2 separate regions of the Mus musculus genome follow, and region 2 is linked to region 1. The links are chromatin contacts, called in public Hi-C maps. All regions are on one chromosome and are shown on one strand. The core of a region is the stretch at or near the end of the contact, and the rest is flanking DNA. Distances in the headings are between cores, read along the strand shown.

What was found. A called contact is a pair of places that touch in the nucleus more often than the background predicts.
Region 2: a contact with region 1 is called in a Hi-C map of the G1E-ER4 cell line, with 2.4 times the contacts expected there. The contact joins two enhancer-like sites. A contact is called at or near these places in 1 of 15 datasets of contacts at CTCF or cohesin (the G1E-ER4 cell line), 11 of 484 Hi-C or Micro-C datasets (the G1E-ER4 cell line, embryonic stem cells, muscle stem cells and 3 more), 1 of 115 datasets of contacts at active chromatin or transcription factors (intestinal villus epithelium) and 1 of 9 other capture datasets (embryonic stem cells).

What each region holds. Positions count from the first base shown.
Region 1 is chr9:60,274,349-60,278,582 of GRCm38.p6, reverse strand. All of the region lies in intron 6 of Thsd4 (thrombospondin, type I, domain containing 4), which reads left to right. Among named protein-coding and RNA genes, the nearest start is that of 2010001M07Rik, 58 kb to the left of the region's middle. Within about 2 kb of position 2,127, at least 23 of the 459 cell types and tissues checked have an H3K27ac peak or open chromatin away from gene starts, as enhancers often do. A contact at or near this core is called in the G1E-ER4 cell line, where this site is marked.
Region 2 is chr9:60,395,971-60,400,204 of GRCm38.p6, reverse strand. The region is part of intron 4 of Thsd4 (thrombospondin, type I, domain containing 4); the gene reads left to right. Among named protein-coding and RNA genes, the nearest start is that of 2010001M07Rik, 64 kb to the right of the region's middle. Within about 2 kb of position 1,919, at least 8 of the 459 cell types and tissues checked have an H3K27ac peak or open chromatin away from gene starts, as enhancers often do. A contact at or near this core is called in the G1E-ER4 cell line, where this site is marked.

The sequences.
Region 1 (4,234 bases), core at 878-3,377:
ATAACCCAAATTCTTTCTTCTGGGGCTAAGAAGGTAACATGTTTGGAGCTGGCTGTTGAGATCAAAAGCTTTGGAAGGCTTCTCTGCTCCTGGCTCAGGAGCTGAGGTCTGGGGAAGGGGGTGGGGTGCTCACTTAGTCTCTCTCCTTGATTTCCTTCCATTTTGGCTGATGTTTCTGGAAGGTGAGGGAAGGTAGTCTTGGTCCCCCAGAGAAGTGGGGGAGGATCCCAGCTCTCTCGTGTTTTCTGTCTATGGCTCTCATTGTCAGGTGTTCTCACGTGTAGCTTGGCTCTTACCAGCCCTGCAGTGACGAGGACAGCCAGCGTTCTTCCCACCAGATCTGTTATACAGGAGAAGCCTCTGTTGTATTGGCTTCGTTTCACATGCATGCCTTTCCCCAGACCTTCTTGAATAGAAGGAGACCATCCCAACCTCCCCCTATATACAGTAAAAAGAGAGAGGCCCAGGAAGCCATTCAAGTTTATACTGTGACTTTAACATGGGGAAGTAATGATTTACCAATGGGACTATGTATCATTTTGCTTTTAAGAAGTGAATGGGGCCTGTGAGATAACTCATCGTGTAAAGGCGCCTGCCGCCAAAGCTGAGGACCTGGGTGAAATCCCTGGGCCCTATATGGTAGCAAGAGAGAACTGACTCTCGGGAGTTGTCCACATACATGGCTTTGCATGCGGTTACGCACTTGGATGTGTGCGCATGCACACACACACACAGTACTAAAGAGGAGACTGTCATGTGGAGTGTGGTGCAGTAGGAATGGCTTAGAAGTTAAGAGAATGCATTGCTCTTGCTGAGGACCTGAGTTGGTGTCTGAGCACCCATGCTGGGCAGCTCACAACTGTCTGTAATTCCAACTTTAGAAGATCTAGTGCCCACTTTGGTCACCCACACTCACATGTGTATGTAAATTTAAATGTGTATGTATGCATTTAAAATAATTAAAAAAGACTTTTAAAAAGCAACAAAAATAAAGAGAACATCAGAATGGAGTGAGATGCTGAGGAAAGAGGAAGATGATGCTTAGAGAGCTGCCAACGGAAGAGAAAGAGGAGGAGCCTGGTGCTCTCTGTCCTGTGGGCACTGGGCCTTCCAGAGCTGTGCATTACTCGGCTTTCTGTCACTACATTGAAAGGTTGGCTTTTGTCTCACAGATGTCAGTGTTCCAGTACATGAGATGATTGCCCTTTGCTTTGAGCCAGGATTATATTATGGTAGGATTGATTATTAAAGAACAAATCTACTCACCTTATGACCAGGAAGCTGGGGGGTGGGGGGGAAGAAGAGGAGGAAGAGGAGAAGGAGAAATGAGGAGCCCTGTAATCCCTTTCAGAGGGGCCCTCAATAACCTGAAGACCTCCCACCAGCACCACCTTGGGAACCAAGCCATTAACATGGCTCAGGAAGACTTTATGATCTAAAGTGTGGCAGGCTGTTTTTGAGGCACTCCATCAAGGTTGAAGAACTCCAGCATTCATATAAAGAATGCCAGCATTCTGGAGTAGAACTCTCACATCAAATATACCAGAATGGCAAACCCAGCCTTGCCCTCCTCACCCACATGTGTGTAAATCTGTGTACTTTTGAAATCAAAGATGAAATGGTTGTTATTGAACAGTTAGCCCTGACAAATAAAGGCACTCAGGTGGTGTAAGAAGCTAAGACCATAGTTCAACGGAATGCCAACTCCCTGGAGTTCAGAAACCTCTGACCTTCAGGCAGACAATCTCCTGACTCAGGAGGGTTTTGTAGAGGTTTTTAGGACTGACCTAAGGATGTCCTGTTGTCAGGGAAGACAGATGGGAAGGACATGTCTAACCCTGGGCTGGGGCTGTCCCGTAAATATCACAGATAAACATTGCCACCAGGGACCTTAGGAAAAGGAAGAGGGACAGCTGCTTTCAGTCAGATAGTGACAGGTACTTGAGAGAAACTAGAAATGGATATATTTACAGGAAAAACAAAACTTAACTTTGTGCCTTTAATGCAGACATCGGAGTTTCCAGCAGATGGAGATGTTCCCACATGAAAGAGACCGTTTACAGGTACCACTGCCCCAGACTTCCTGCTCCTTAGGACTGGATCACTCAGTCCTTGGGAGAGGCAGAGAGGACTTTGTAAAATGTCGGCTTCCTAGCTTTAAATCAGTTAGGTTTTCTATGGAGAACTTCAGGGAGACCAGGGCTTCTCTGAGAGTTGGCGTTTGAAAGGATAAAAGCCTTAGCTCACTCTTTCCTTGTTTGAGGTGGATTTGGCCCCTTGTCTTTTGTTTCTTAAGCCCTGTGTGTGTTTTTGTGTGTTTGTGTGTGTGTGTGTGTGTGTATTTGCATCATAGTACTGGATGCTTTAGGAGTCAAGTTTGCAAGCTTTAAGGTTTTGTTGTCTTTCTTTTTCTTCTTAGTTCTCTACTCTTCTGTCTGCAGGCCTAGGGTCAAGTTGTTTCCAGAGGCTGCCTGTATTCTGTTTGGGGGCCTTTGAAGGCTTGGTCAGGGCGCTTTTGCCTCAGGTTGGAAGAGCTGAAAGGCTGAGCTGGGAGAGAGCAATGAGGCTCACCTCATTAACATTTAAAACAACAACAACAAGGGCCGCCCTACTGCAGAAGGGGGGGGGGGGGATGATGATCGTGGGACTTTGTTGTCTGGGCGACCACGGGGTTAGGGAAACATTCTCAGATCTGCTGTAGGCTCCCTGGTTTGATGCTTTTTCTCGCTACAAATCATATGGCCCAACAGAGGGCTTCCATGAGGTGACAGTGTGGCTGCAAGCTTAAAAGGGATCGTTTTCATAACTTGTTTTTTCTTCCTTGGTCGTTTTCCTAATGGTTCAATACAGAAGATCTCAGATTGTATTTTGCTTCCTTTTTCGGATGATGAAGGGAAACGCTCTCAGATTTTAGGGTAAAGATAAATTCCAGGAGGAGGGTGAGTGGGTCACTGGGGGTGCACTACGCCACCTAGTGTCTGCTTCACTTTTCCCAAAGCATTGCATCAGTTATACAAAGCTACCGCTTTCATACTGAGCTCAATATGTTCATATAATTTGTAAAAAGAAATAAGGATTGGGGAGATGGTGTTGTGTTTTATAAAACCATGGTGCAATGTGGTGGGGTGGGGGGAGTCTGGGTGGGCCTGTGCCTAGGTGTCTACCTAAACAATCAGCCAGATATAAAAGGAAGTTTATTGGGAGAAGGGAAGGAGACGTGGGAAAGGGGGTAGAGGCAGAGAAAGAACAACAAAGGAGAGAGGGAGAGAGAGAGAGAATATGAATGAGAATGTGGTAACTAGTGGTCTTATGATGCCTGGATCCTGGCTCATGAAGCGACCTGATGCTAGGTTGCTGTTGGGTGGAGGCAGAAAAATTGCCAACAGATAGCACAGTCACAAAGTATTCAACCTGAAAACGTGAAGATGTGAGTTTGATTCCTGGAACCACATTTTTTAAAAATGTGGGAGGAGGAGCAGCAGCAGCAACAGCAGCTGCTAGGTTTGGTGGCTGTGTACTTAGAATCCCAATGCTAGGGGTGTGAAGACATTTGTATCTTTGGGCTCACTGAATAGCTGGCCAGCCTACTCATCAACCTCCGGTCAGTGAGAGACCTTGCCTGAAAAACAAAAGTGGACAAGACCTGTCGTAGGGCTTCTGTTGCTGTGATGCAACACCATGAGCAAAACGCAAGCTGAGGAGGAAATTGATTTATTTGGTTTACACTTCTACAGCACTGTTCATCAGTGAAGGAAGTCAGGACAGGAACTCAAACAGGACAGGATCCCGGAGGCAAGCATTGATCCAGAGACCATGGAGTATACTGCTTCCTGGCTTGCTCCCTTAGGCTTGCTCAGCCTTCTTTCTTATAGAACTCTGGACACCAGCCCAGGGATAGCACCACCCACAATGGGCTGGGTCCTCCCCCTATCAATCATTAATTAAGAAAATGCTTTACAGTTGGATCTCGTGGAGGCATTTTTCTCAATCGAGGCTCCTTCCTCTCTGAGGACTCTAACTTGTGCCAAGTTGACACACAAACCCATCTAGTATAACACCTGAGGAATGCTACCTAGGATGTGCTCTGCCCTCCATGGACATTCGCCCCCACATACACAGGTAAACGATTCTGTCTGCTACTATAGAAGATTGCCAGCCAAGAGAGAGTTCCCTGGGTAGTTCAAGGTCGACTTCTCTGTCTCCTATGTACAAATGAGAGGTGTCTTCAACAATA
Region 2 (4,234 bases), core at 670-3,169, 120 kb before region 1:
GTAGGCTATGGAGATACTGATAAATAAGACCTAGCCGCCCCCGCCCCCAGCCTGTTTCTCGTGACTTAGGCAGGAATCTAAGCACACATAAGAAAAGTTGGCTGTACCCAGACAGCTCATGGGGTCCAATGGGAAGCCAGAAAAGCGCATATTTTCTGTGGAAGCGTGCTTTGGATCAAGCCGAGCATTGAAGAGAATCTCAGTCGAAGCTAGGTGTGCATTTCTGGTTCTGTGCTGGGAAGGCAGCATGAGAGGAGAAAAACGATACAGACCGAGGCTGGGAAGCCTGTGGAAAAGCTGCAGAGACAGCGGCAGGGCTGGTCCATCCAGGGCCTAGGGGACAGAAGGTGCAGTAGCCAAGCCAGAGAATGCAGAGAAGAGAGCAAGGGCAAGAGCCAGTTCATGTCTGGGCTGGGGTGCTGTAGACGGATCAAGCAGTCCTCACGGAGTGGTTCCCAGGCAAAGAGTGACAGCACCAACCAACCTGGCATTGTTGGAAATACAGATTCTCAGGCCCAGGTTAGACTTATCAGGTAGAGCTTCATGATCTATTGTGATAGGTACCCCAAGGGATTCTGATGGCCACTCAGAGAAAGGCTGTGAAGAACTAGAAGGGCATTAGTCTATGATGCTGAGCCCAGACTGGGGCGTGCTGGTTCTATATGTGTGTGGCAATGTCTAGGACCACTGCTAAAGTATAGCCCTCCAACTGCTGCATGGGTGACACCAAAGGGCTGTCACAGTTGCAGAATCAGGCCTCCTTCAAACCGGACAAACCACAAGCTTATTGTGATCACACATATGCATGCGTGTTCGTGCACACACAGACACACACACACCTACTAGGAGATTTGCTTGTATCCCACAGGCTAGCCTAAAGGCAGGAATTGGGGTTGATGCTCAGGACTGTGGTGTAGTCAGGATGACCAAACTGTGACATGATCTTTATAAATGCGTTTAGGTTTAGCACTGGAATTGGAGTGTGGCAGAGATTCCCAGCATGTAACATATAAACACCATCACTAATGGCTCTAGCCGTCACTTGCCAGCCTGGAGGGTATCTCAAGAAATGTCACATCCTAGTGATTCCCTGAGCAGGAACTTAATTCTGACCCCACTAGGAGAAACTGAGGCGCAAAGACCAAGTAACTTACTCACAGCTCCTAAGCTAGTCCTCTGTCCTCTCCACCAGTGGCAGAGCTGAGGTTCAAACTCACAGTTCTAGGCTTCAGGGCTGAGTGTGTATCTTAGGCTGCTACTCTCACATCTCTGAACTCTGAACTGTAACTGTTCAAACTTACTGCCTGCTGCAGTTTCGTGTTTCACAAAGACCCTGACTAAAAGCCACGCAGGATGGAAGGCTTTATTTGGCTTACAGTTCTAGGCAATGGCTCATTATTATGGGGACATCACGGCAGAAACTATTCCTTCTAAGAACGGAAAGAAATGAGTGTATCTATGCTGCCTGCTTGCCCGCTCTCAGCTAGCTTTTTCCACTCTTACATACTTCAGGGCCCAGCTTAAGGAATGGTACCACCCACAATGGAGTGGGTCTTCCTATATAAACTAACAAGGCCTGCCTAGAGGCCAGTTTAACCTATTTAATTCTCTTCCCAGGTGACTACAGGTTACTCTAGTGCTGTGGAATTAACAGTTAAAACTAACCAGCACATTGCCTAACTTTTAGCAATTAGCCAAGTTGCTAATTGTGTCATGTGGAGCTCCTAAAGCCCCACAGCTTGGTTCTGAGAGACAAAGCTCAAGAATGAGCCAACTTATTCCCCAGGGTAGCTACTGCATGCTCTCCTGGAAGGGTTAAACAGCCACGTGGGGCCCTGTGGACACATCTGTGCTTATTGTGACAACTCTGTGTAAATGTATCCCATTCTGTGGAGGCCCCCTGCAAGTGTCCAGATGGTCTCTGTCTTGGTGAGGAAGAGGCCACCATGAACCACCAGGATTGTTTGCCCTGCTGGGTCACAAGGAAAACAACTGCTGTCTCAGCCAAGTGGGGATGACTGGGTTGCTCACCCACCGTGGGGAGTCCAGGACTAAGAAATCCAATTGCTTACAGTCACATCTGGCTGGCTTGCTCATTCTCTGTAGTCTGTTTATCAGGATGAAATGAACATTTAAGGCTTTCACATCGTTATCTTTTCAAAGGTGTGGTTGTTTCAAGAGATTTCGAGTAGTTTTAGGGTATTGGGAAGAGCTACCCTCCCCCTTCTCCCACCGCACACCAAAAAGCAATGAATATAAAACTAGACACTTGTTAATGTGGATTCTCCTTTAGGGGAAGGGTCTGTTTGGGGCAAGATGCTTTCCCCATCACCCGACATAGCAGCTTCCTTCTCTGCTGCCCACAAGTGTTATCAAGCAGGTGCGGGTGGCTTCATCAGTGTGTACTGAGCCAGTGACCGCAGGGCAGCCTGTCCACAGGCAAGCAGACCCTTTTATACAGGGCACAGGGCACAGGGCACAGAGGGGTAGGTTGGTTTGTTTTCTTCACTAAGCCCAGTCATTTCTGATCTTGAATTTTGACCCCTTCCCCTTTGTTGCAATTCTGTTCTGTGACTGTGTTCTTCAAACCTGTGGGTCCGTGGACCAGCAGCACCGGAATCTCCGGAGAGATTGAGGCTCTATCTCAGAGCTCTGAGCAAAGCGCGCTCCCCCCACCCACCCATATATTTAAAGATAAAGATATAGTATGTTTGTGTGTACTTGATGTGCACCTGTGTGTGTGGTGTTAGGAGGTAGTTTTATGAGTCCAGTCATCTCAGGAACATGTTCATCCATACCTTGCTGACCAGAATCAAAACTGAGTTCATGTCCCCAGTGCCTGGAACCCAACTCCTGTCCAGCTTCCTCAGATGTTTCATGTTTGTCTGCTAACCCATAAAGGATGTAAAGAGGGAAGATGCTGTTACCCCGTTATCTACAGGAAGGCACACAAGTCACAAATGTGTTCCTAGTTAATTGACTATGTGCAGCTTGCCCACTCCTTTATTTCCTTATCATTCCAAAATTCCAGGCTAGAGTCCAGGAGAGGACCTGACTGCAAAAGCTGGCTCAAGGTCTCTGAAACCAGGTGGCCTGGATAAGGCCCAGTCACCAATGTTGACATCCTGGCTTAACCCCTTGTGTCAAAATATGATTGGTCATGCAACAGCCCACCCCATCCCCCTTGCTTTGTGTTCCCATTTTATAAAAACGTTGTACACTCTCCCTTCAGGGATGAGGTTCGGACCCCCGAACTGGCCGCCCCCCTGAGTGCTCAGAGAATAAAGCTTCCATTTTAAGACTTCTGGGGAGTTCTCTTGGCTCCCACCCTGAACCCCACCAGAAGAGGCTAGAGGTCAACCTTAGCGTCTTCCTTAATGATTCACTGGCTTATTTTTTCAAGATAAAATCTCAACTGGAGCTCTCTGGGTTAGCTAGACTGGCTGGCCAGCAGGTCAGCATCTTTCATGTGCGTGCTGGAAGGATCAACTGAGCTCCTCGTGCTGGCACAGCAAGTACTTGACCAACTAAGCCACCTCTGCAACCCAGAACCTGCATCCCAACAAGGTCTTAGGCACCAGCAACTGTGAGACGTCCTATTCCAGTTGTCTGGGTTTCTCCATTACCTTCAACTAAAGTCTCCACTGAGCACTTACTTTGGGGCTAGGTTTCATTTTTTGGTCAGCTTTCAGAACTTAAGAACATACACACTCCAAAATTCCTTCTTTTGCCTTCCTATGATGTCATTCATTTTACCTGGCCTGCCACAAGAAAGGAAAAGGCAAATTGGGTCCAACTCATAGATGTATTCTAAGACTAACTTCTTAATGGCGTCTGTTAAAGCCTCCACCGTTAACTGAGTCCCAAGTGTTGCCAAGATTAGTTGAGAAATGCCTGAAGGGAAAGTAAATACTGCAGCTTAGTTTAATTCAGAACCGTATCAGCCAAGAATGGAGGTGCAATTAGTGATAAAGATGTTAATAATTAGTTGTGCTCTGTTAAGTTTTATATTCATGGTTATATAGAGTGGAGAAAGAATTTCCCCAGGAGGGAAGAAATCAATGTTTCACCTTGATTGCTATTTTAATGTGCTTATTTTAATGGGGCCATCCTGTAGGAACCCTTGGGCACATTTCCAGTTTTACATAAATGTAGAATTAATTATTATGAAAGCATATAATTTTAGAGTTGGAGCAACCTTGGCGGTCATTTTAATTCAGCTTCGTCATTTCAC